Linked DNA regions of Hordeum vulgare: region 1 is linked to region 2. Evidence: chromatin contacts called from public Hi-C data. All regions are on one chromosome and are shown on one strand. Each heading gives the region's core, a stretch centred on a gene start, on an enhancer-like site or on the middle of the called end of the contact. The rest is flanking DNA. Distances are from core to core; before and after follow the strand shown.

The links. A called contact is a pair of places that touch in the nucleus more often than the background predicts.
Region 1: a Hi-C map of leaf shows a contact between it and region 2, with 3 times the contacts expected there. The contact joins the promoter of LOC123449956 here to the enhancer-like site in region 2. A contact is called at or near these places in 2 of 6 Hi-C or Micro-C datasets (leaf and seedling).

The regions. Positions count from the first base shown.
Region 1 is chr4H:600,921,345-600,926,057 of MorexV3_pseudomolecules_assembly, forward strand. It overlaps LOC123449956 (mediator of RNA polymerase II transcription subunit 12), which reads left to right and starts at 2,522. Exons shown (of 12, transcript XM_045127338.1): 1 at 2,522-3,115; 2 at 4,044-4,103; 3 at 4,355-4,460; 4 at 4,606-4,677. The coding sequence starts at 2,982.
Region 2 is chr4H:600,700,639-600,705,005 of MorexV3_pseudomolecules_assembly, forward strand. It overlaps LOC123449952 (probable apyrase 3), which reads right to left. Exons shown (of 7, transcript XM_045127333.1): 5 at 4,125-4,330; 6 at 3,846-3,937; 7 at 2,897-3,733. The coding sequence ends at 3,198. Among protein-coding and RNA genes, the nearest start is that of LOC123449952, 3.3 kb to the right of the region's middle. Within about 2 kb of position 1,558, at least 2 of the 3 cell types and tissues checked have open chromatin away from gene starts, as enhancers often do. A contact at or near this core is called in leaf, where this site is marked.

The DNA of each region.
Region 1 (4,713 bases), core at 1,272-3,771, 220 kb after region 2:
TTTGACGAGTACCTCGTAACCGGACCCCGGGGTTCCTCGAACATTCGGATCGTAGCGAGACCCAAAATTAGTGAGTAACAGTATAGAAAACTGGCCAGAAAAGGCCAAAGTTGTGTGTTTTGACGAGGTACCCGCAACTGGACCCACGGGTTCCCCGGACGTTTAGATTGCAGCGTAACCCAAAATTAGTGAGTAGTAGCATAGAAAACTTGTCACAATAGGCCAAATCTGTGAGTTTTGACGAGTTCTTCGCAACCGGTCCCCAGGGTTCCATGGACGTCCGGATCACCCGAGACTCAAAATTAGTGAGTAGAAGTATAGAAAACTGGCTAGAATAGGGCAAATATATGAGTTTTGGCGATGTCCCTGTAAGCGGACCCCGGAGTTCCCCGTTCGGATCGCAGTCGGACCCAAAATCAGTGAGTAATAGTATATAAAACATGCCATAATAGGCTAAATCTATGAGTTTTGGCTTGGTACCCGTAAGCGGAACCCGGAGTTCCCACGGCGTTCGAATCGCTGCGGGACCCAAAATTAGTAAGTAATATTTTAGAAAAGTGGCTAGAATAGGCTAAAGCTATGAGTTTTGATGAGGTCCCTCTAACCGGACCTCGGGGTTCCCCGGACGTTGAGATCGCAGCGGGACCCAAAATCATTGAGTTATTATATAGAAAACTGGCCAGAATTGGCCAAATCTATGAGTTTTGGCGAGGTCCCCGTAAGCAGACCCCGGAGTACCTCGAACGTTCGGATCGTAGCGGGACCCAAAATCAGTGAGTAATACTATAGAAAACTGGTGAGAATAGGCCAAATCTGCGAGTTTTGACGAGGTCCCCGTAAGGATCGCAGCGGGACCCAAAATGAGTGAGTAGTAGTATAGAAAATTAGCAAGAATAGGCCAAATCTGCAAGTTTTGACGAGTTCCCCGTAACCGGACCACGGGGTTTCCCGGACACCCGGATCACAGCGGGACCCAAAATCAGTGGGTAAACTATATAAACCTGGCCAGAATATGCCAATCCTATGAGTTTTGGCGAGGTCCTCGTAAGCGGACCCCAGAGTTCCCTGGACGTTCGCATGGCAACGGGACCGAAAATTAGTGAGTAAACGGTGTAGAAAGCTGGCCAGAATAGGCAAAATCTACGAGTTTTGACGAGTACCCCGTAACCGAACCCCGGGGTTCCCCGAATGTTCGGATCGTAGCGAGACCCAAAATTAGCGTGTAATAATACAAAACACTGACGAGAATAGGCCAAATCTGCGAGTTTTGATGAGGTTCCCGTAACAGGACCACGGGATTCCCCGGACGTCCATCACAGCGGGACCCAAAACCAGTGAGTAGTAGTATAGAAAATTAGCCAGAATAGGCCAAATCTGCGAGTTTTGACGAGTTCCTTGTAACCGGACCACGGGGTTTTCCGGATGTCCGGATCACAGTGGGACCCAAAATCTTTGAGTAATATTATAGAAAGCTGGCCAGAATAGGCCAAATCAACGAGTTTTGACGAGTACCCCGTAACCGGACCCTGTGGTTCCCCGAATGTTCAGATCGCAGATGAACCCAAAAATAGTGAGTAATAGCCTATAAAACTTGCTAGAATTGGCCAAATCTGCGAGTTTTGACGAGGTCCCCGTATCGGGACCCTGGGATCCCCCGGACGTCCGGATCGCCCCGGGATCCCCTGAACGTCTGGATCGCCCCGGGACCTAGTATGAGTGAATAATCGCATAGAAACTTGGCAAAAATACGCCAAAATTGTGTGTTTTGATGAGTTCCTCATATCCGGAATCCGGGGTTCCCCAAATGTTCGGATTGTCTCGAGTCCCAAAATCAGTCAGTATAGGCCAAATCTATGAGTTTTGGCGAGGTACCGTTACTGGACCCCGATTCGAATTATCCGGGACCAAAATCAGTGAATGATACCGTGATATGGGCATTTATAGCCGCTGGATCTCAAAAAATCCAATGGTTCCTCGAAGCTCTTGAAAGAGTCTCAAAATTACGCATAGGTACAACAACTCCTCAGAAGCCATCGGATATGAGATCCAACGGTCTAGGAGCCCCTATCGCGGTAGCATGCGAGGCCCGGCATCACAACTTACCCCACTCATGACACACATCACTGTTTCTCCAAAAGATATTACAACATGCATTCCATCTGATAGAAAAGGTTGACTCCACCATCACATACATCTTCTTGAATTTACCAAAAATAGCTCAAAGCATCTAAGCATCACATACTCCTGCCAAGATGCAAAGATGATGTTTTTATGGGGACATTATAGATTCAGCTCCTCACCTTTTTTTGCCACCAAGAGGGCAGGCATATATATAGGACAAGGACTCTTGTCGAGGCCAAGATCCCTTCTTGTTCTCCGTCCATCATCGTCGTCACAATCTAGAGAGAGAGAGAGTGTGTGACCAGCATAGGGATAGAGAGAGAGAGAGCTCATCCGGCCATCTAGTCCAGTCGTAGAGAGAGAGAGAGAGAGGGAGAAATCCATCGCAGGGGGGAAGCAACGAGGAGAGGGGAGGAAAGGAGGCAGCTTTAAAAAAGAGTCAAACTCCGGCTCCCCCACTTTCTCTCTCTACATCGCCCAATCCCCCCGCACTAATCGCCGTCGCGTCACTGCCCCGTCCCCCCCCTCCGCGCTCGCTCCTCCCTGCTCCCCTCCGCGCCGCTCGCCCAGCTAGGGTTCCGGCCGCCCGATTGGGAAACCCTAGCTCCTCCCCCACCTCCGGCGCCGGCCGGCGGCGTCCTTTCTTCCCCTTTTCCGCGAGAAATTCCCCGCGGATTTCCGACCTCCGGCCGCCAAAACCCTAGCTTTGGGTCTGGGATCGGGGAATCCGTGCGGCGCGCGCGCGGATCCCGGCCGAATCGGCGGGGACGCGCCCTGATCCGCTCCTAGGGTTTCGCGGGGAACCCGGCCCATGCTCGCGGCGGCGGCAGCGGCATGCTTCTGCTGACTCGCTCGGCGAGATGCAGAGGTACGCCGGCGCTGGCAACAGCAATAGCTCTGGGTTTAGCGGCGGCCCGGCGTCGGCCGGCAGCAGGGACAGCTCCAGGCTCGATGTGTCGCCCTACGCTCCGCCCAATTACCCCCTGAACCCAAGGTAACACGCTACTGCCTGCTCCCCCTGTTCTGCTCTGCCCGTGCATATTTAGTTGCTTAATCAAACCGGTATCAACAATAGCGTGTAGTGTTAGCAAGCCGAAGGCGCGTCAATTAGTCTGTATTTAGCTGGTAGTATAGTAGCAGTCTCTCATGGATCAGTAATTACTCAGTAGGCTAAAAAGTATGGTGCCGTCGTAATGGCGCTTCGTTAGAGGCATTATTGCGTTCCGTTATTAGGCCACGCGCACGCTCGAACTTCCAATAATGAACCCGCCGTATGCTATGCTTGGAATTTTCAGCATATTGAATGAAATGAATAGCTATCCTTTTGTATGAACTATTATTCTGTCACAACCTAGCACTGTCTTGCCAAAGCTATTTTAATCGGACCAAGTGCAAGCTAAGCCATCGTATTTACCGTCATTTGTCGTGAAGATGGACTAGCTGGCTTATTTTTTGAATAACACTTCAGGCGACTCTTAATTGTCTATCCACGCCATGATGTGACACGTGAATGTATTATCTATCAAATTCTATGAAATATCTGAGTAGCATCTGCAAAATGGAGATTTTTGTTTGGTTATCTGTCAAGCAATCTCGCGGAGCATCAGGTCCTTATCGTTGGTTGTATATGTCATTACATTAGTACTTCAATCTGTAATGCTGAAAAAAGGAACTGCAGACTTTGTTTGTTGCAAAATGGAGATTTTTATCCTATACCATAAATTCGCAGTATCTAATACGGAGTATGACTAGAACATAGGGTTCTTGATGACTAGAAAAACAATATGCTGGTGCCAAATTCAATTAATTGTTGCCATGTTTCCGTTGAAGTAAGTTGACACTGTTACCCAAATCTGGCATCTGCATTTTCCTGTGCCAGTAGTAAATTGTGACCCGTATTTCCTAATACTACTGTTTTTCAGGCGACAACAACAGCTAGCTCCGTACAGGCTAAAGTGTGACAGGGAACCGCTTAACAACAAGTACGTATAAACTTCTGAACCAAAAGCACTTCACTGAAAGAGCCAGAGTATCCTTATTAATTTATTGTCCGCCTCACAGTGGTTGTATTTTGGTTACTTTCTTTGCCCTTAGTTTCAGCATTGACTCATTGTTTGCATATGTGAACACATTTTCATTGTTCTTTTCGGCAACAGATACTAGTTGTTTTGTCCTGTGATATGACTTCACCTAGTCTCACTGAGTAGTTCTCTTCAATATGGCTCTTTTGTAGGCTTGGACCACCTGACTTCTATCCTCAAACACCAAACTGTCCTGAAGAGACATTAACCAAAGAATATGTACAGTCTGGGTACAAGGAGACTGTTGAAGGAATTGAGGTGTGTTTGGGAATAAAAGCTTTGTATGATGCATTAGGGCTCACCCCCCTTCTTATTGAATATTGTCATGGGTTTAGACATAATTATAAATTTACTACATATCTATCATTCTTGACTGTTATTATTTCTTTGATGGGCTTGATAGGAAGCAAGAGAGATCGTACTCAGTCATATCTCATACTTCTGCAAGCCAGATATCGTTGGAAAATGCAAGGAGGTATGAAAACTCGGTCATGGGAGTATCTTGTTTTGC
Region 2 (4,367 bases), core at 308-2,807:
CTTATAAAAAATACATGACATACATTTTTATCATAGAATGAACCATTTTCAAACATATGAGTCGCTTGTCGCAACAAGTACGCTTGCCCGCGAAAACTATGCGTCGGCCTTACCGGTTCTTAATACGAATCACCAACGGGCGACATACCATACTGACCCACTTAGTCCACTCGGTGGCAGCTAGTTCTAGCTGTTCCTAGGTTCTCTCGAACAACTTTTTTTATTTTATTTTCCTTTTTGATTTCCTTGGTTTTTCATTGGTGTTTTTATTATATTTTTTCATTCTTCATTTTCCTTTCTTCGCCTTTTACTCTTCTGGCTAATTGTTTCTCTTTGTTTATTGTTTTATTGTTTTATTGTTTTATTTTATTTTTTTATTTTTAATACATGTCTACCTTATATTATTATAAAATTTATATTTTTAAATTACACATAAAACATTGTTCCAATACATGTTGGACATTTTTAAAACAAATTATGTACATTTTTAATATAAGTTTTGAACATCTTTTTGTACTTATGGTAATACTGTTTTCTAAATACATGTTGTATACTTTTTAAATAACAATAAATGGTTTCCAAGCTACACAAACGTTCTTCTTACATTGAAAAATATTGTGTAAAATTTTTACGGACATTTTCTTCGAAACAGACAAATATTTATTAAAATGTCAGCATACATTTTAGTGGAAACAAATATTTTGTATGACCTGAGGCGGCATTTTTCATTTTTAATATAATTGTTTCTAAATGTAATGAACATTTTCCATCAAACACGGATATATTTCAATCAAACCTGACGTATATTTCCTAGTGACACGAATATTTTTATAATATAGTACTATTATTGTTTTCACAAGATTAACATGTTTCAGACACATAATTAGTATTTACTGCTCTTTTTGGTTCAAATTGTACATTTTTTAATGCAAGAAGGAAAATTTTCTATACATATTTAACATTTTAAATAACAGATCAGTGTTTAGTGAAATTTTATGTAAAGTGATTTTTGTAATATATATATTTAATTTTTTTTCGAAATATAAATGAATTTTTTTAAAAATAAAAGAAACAATACAAAAAGGACATGGATCTTTTGCTCCTGAGCTCATATGCTTTCTCATGAACAGTAAAATCAAAATAATTAGTAAAAACATTCTGATTTTTTGCATAACATTTTTGGAAGTCGTGGCGAAAAAAACAAAATTGCTGCTCCAAAAATGCTAGTTTTTAATACATGTTGGACTATTAATTTTGTTTTTTCGCTGCGACTTCAACGAATGTTATTTCGTGTTGAATTTGGGTACGCATGTAAAACATTTGTCAAAATTAACAAAAAAATAATTTCAGAACTATTTGAATTATTTTACTTTTTTATTTGATTTTAATGTTCACGAGGGAGTATTAGAGCTCGGGAGTAGAATATGACTTTCGATACGAAAACAGAAATATGAATAAAAATGAAAGAAAAACACGCGACAAGGTGCCTTAAGTACTGGGCCGGTCCAATACCTGCTCCCTCGAGGCGAGCTCTCGCTTGCCTCAGGACAAATCTCAAGGAAATGCCTATTTGCCGCGCGTCGACGCAAATTGCCAGGTTTCGTGCAGCCGGGTCACCGCTTCTGCAATACCGGTTTTGGGAATCTTCTAGGAGGTTTCTGAACCGGCTTTTTTTGTTTTGAGAACTTTCTAGGTGGTTCGTGAACTGGTTGTTTTTATTGGTTCAATTTTTTTCCTCTTTCTTTTTTATTTTCTTTCCTTTTTATGTTTCTGTTTCTTTTTATTTTTCCGTTTTTATAATTATATTTATTTTCTTTCTTGTTCTTGAGAATTTGAAATCTTGTTCAAAAATTCGAAATATGTTCAGAAATTCAAAAATGTTACAGTTATTATCTTTTGTTCACATTTTCCATTTTCTATAAAGATGTTCGCGTATTTAGAAAAAAAATGTTCCTCTTTCAAATATTGTTCAAAATTTAAAAAATGTTCGCGTTTTGAAATTTAGTTCAGTAGTTTGAAAACATGTTCCTCTTTAAAAATTCTTCTGGAAATATAAGAGAAATGTACGCCTTTTCCAATTTTGTTCGGTAGTATCAATAAATGCTTATAAATTTACAAATGTTTGCATTTTTTCCGATTTCGTAAATATTTTAGAAAAATATTCCTGATTTGAATTTTGTGCGGAAATTCCAAAAAGATCAGAATTTCAAATATTTGTTCGCTTCTTATGAAAAATGTTCAAAAATTAAATTTTAAATTTGAAAACTTTAATGTTTGCATTTAAAAAAATTAGAAAATGTTCCCAATTTCAAACAGTGTTCACAAATAAAAAAAATCAAAAAAAAAATTGCAAATTCAGAAAAATGTTCCCACACTCAACTTTTGTGAGGTGAAGAGATGCTATTGAAGAACCTTTCTTGCTATCTTTGTGACGTGAAGAGATGGTTGGTGCACATATAATCATTGTTGTCGTTTGTTAATTGTTTCTTTGTTCGGTTTGGATTTTTTTTCCCTTTTCCTCGAGAGCTTTGGTATTGTATAACTTTTCTTTTTTGCTAGAGTGTTTCTTCCTGGTTGTACGATTGGTATTGACTCTGTACATCATAGTTATGAAGAGATGAGTGTAGCTCATTGTATTTGTAACCCCTTCATGTTTCATATTAAGTCAGTAAATTCACCTTTTTTTTGTATATGCACCTTTATTCTTTAATTTATGTAGGGTTCCATCAATACACCCCTAGAAAAGTGTACGAATTTCCATGTAGATTGAGTATAAGTTATCTTAATGGATGAAACAAGAGATCATAACAGTCTAATCTTTATATTGTCTTAATGGATGAAACAAGAGATCACAACAGTCTAATCACTCCCCTTCAAAAGTGTGTACTATCGTACCGAAACAAAACTCTGCACACACTTTATTAATTGCGATCAATCGTAAGATACACCTCCATGCATGCATTGCGGGTCCACTAAACATGGAAGAAATAACCATGCTTGCCTCGGAGCTTGTGCGTGAACCGTTGCTTCAAGTTCATACGATTTCATTCTCTTTCTTCTTTTATTATGCGCCATGTCATCAAAATCATCTATGTGGCAATATTATCAACGATGATCATACAATCATTGGAGATGCCCTTACTGCGCGAGCTAGGGCCGGATTAGCAATCATATCAACCAATACTGTACGTACAAGATCATGCATCGTTGAGCCGCTTGGTGGGCGAGACGGCCTCGATGGCCTCCCCGAGCGGCCACGCGGCCTCGATGAAGTACTCCCCGTGCTTCACCTTCTGCGCCACGGTGATCTCCTTGGTCGGCTCCAAGCCGAACCCGTCCACGAGCAGGGAGTACTGGTAGACGAGGTCCATGCAGATGTAGGGCGCGTCCACGGACCGCACCTTGGGGTACGCGGCCTTGGCCTCCAGGAAGCTCATCGGGCAGATCTCCTCGGCGGCGGCCCTGAACGCCGCCGGCGTGGTCTTCCCGCTGCTCGCCTCGCTGTCGATCAGGCCGACGTCTGCTGCCATGTAGTAGAAGCTGGAGGTGACGTAGAGCTCGGCCTGGCCGGGGCCGCCGCCGCCGTTCCACGCGCCGTTGAAGGTGCAGTTCTTGGCCGCGCATGGCGCGCTGATTCTCAGCGCCCTGGTCACGTCCTCTCTGCACTTTTCGTACGCCGCTCCTTGCGGTGCTGCTATGGCGTCGTATTGCTCTCCGTTGTAGGTGTATTTGCCTTCATTCATTCGATCAAAGGATATATATGCACATCGATCAGATGTTCTTGATTATGTTAGATGTGCCCTGCTTATATCAAACCAAATTAATCAGTGATATATGTATAGTACCATCGTATCCGCGCAGCACGCAGTAGCTGACTGGTCCGTTCTTGGCCTTGAAGATCTCTACCCTTGAAGCCTGTGCGCCGTAGTGCAAGTAGCTGAAATGGTTCCAAAAATTACCAGATGTCAAGCCACTGATTAGCCAAGCCAAGTACTCTTTCGGTAGTGTAATATAAAAAACGCTCTTATATTATGAGACCGAGGAGGTAGTTAGCGGTGCACAAGGCTTTGTAGCATTGCAAAACAACAGAGATGTCGTAAAATAGGAGAAGAGAAATGAGTAACCTGTGAACGTAGACGTTGTAATCTTTTCCTTTGAGGTACTCTTTGGTGACGTATGGGTCCTCCCCTTGAGGCACCGTGGGAGCGGCAGCTGCGGCGTTCGCTGAGATGGCATATGCCATCTGCACGGACCCACCTCCAAGGTCGATCACTGCCACCGTCTTGGAGTAGTCTCCTCCCAGTTTACCCAGCAGGTAATTCAGAGCAACCTACGTACGTACGTACGAGCGATATTAATAATTTGTG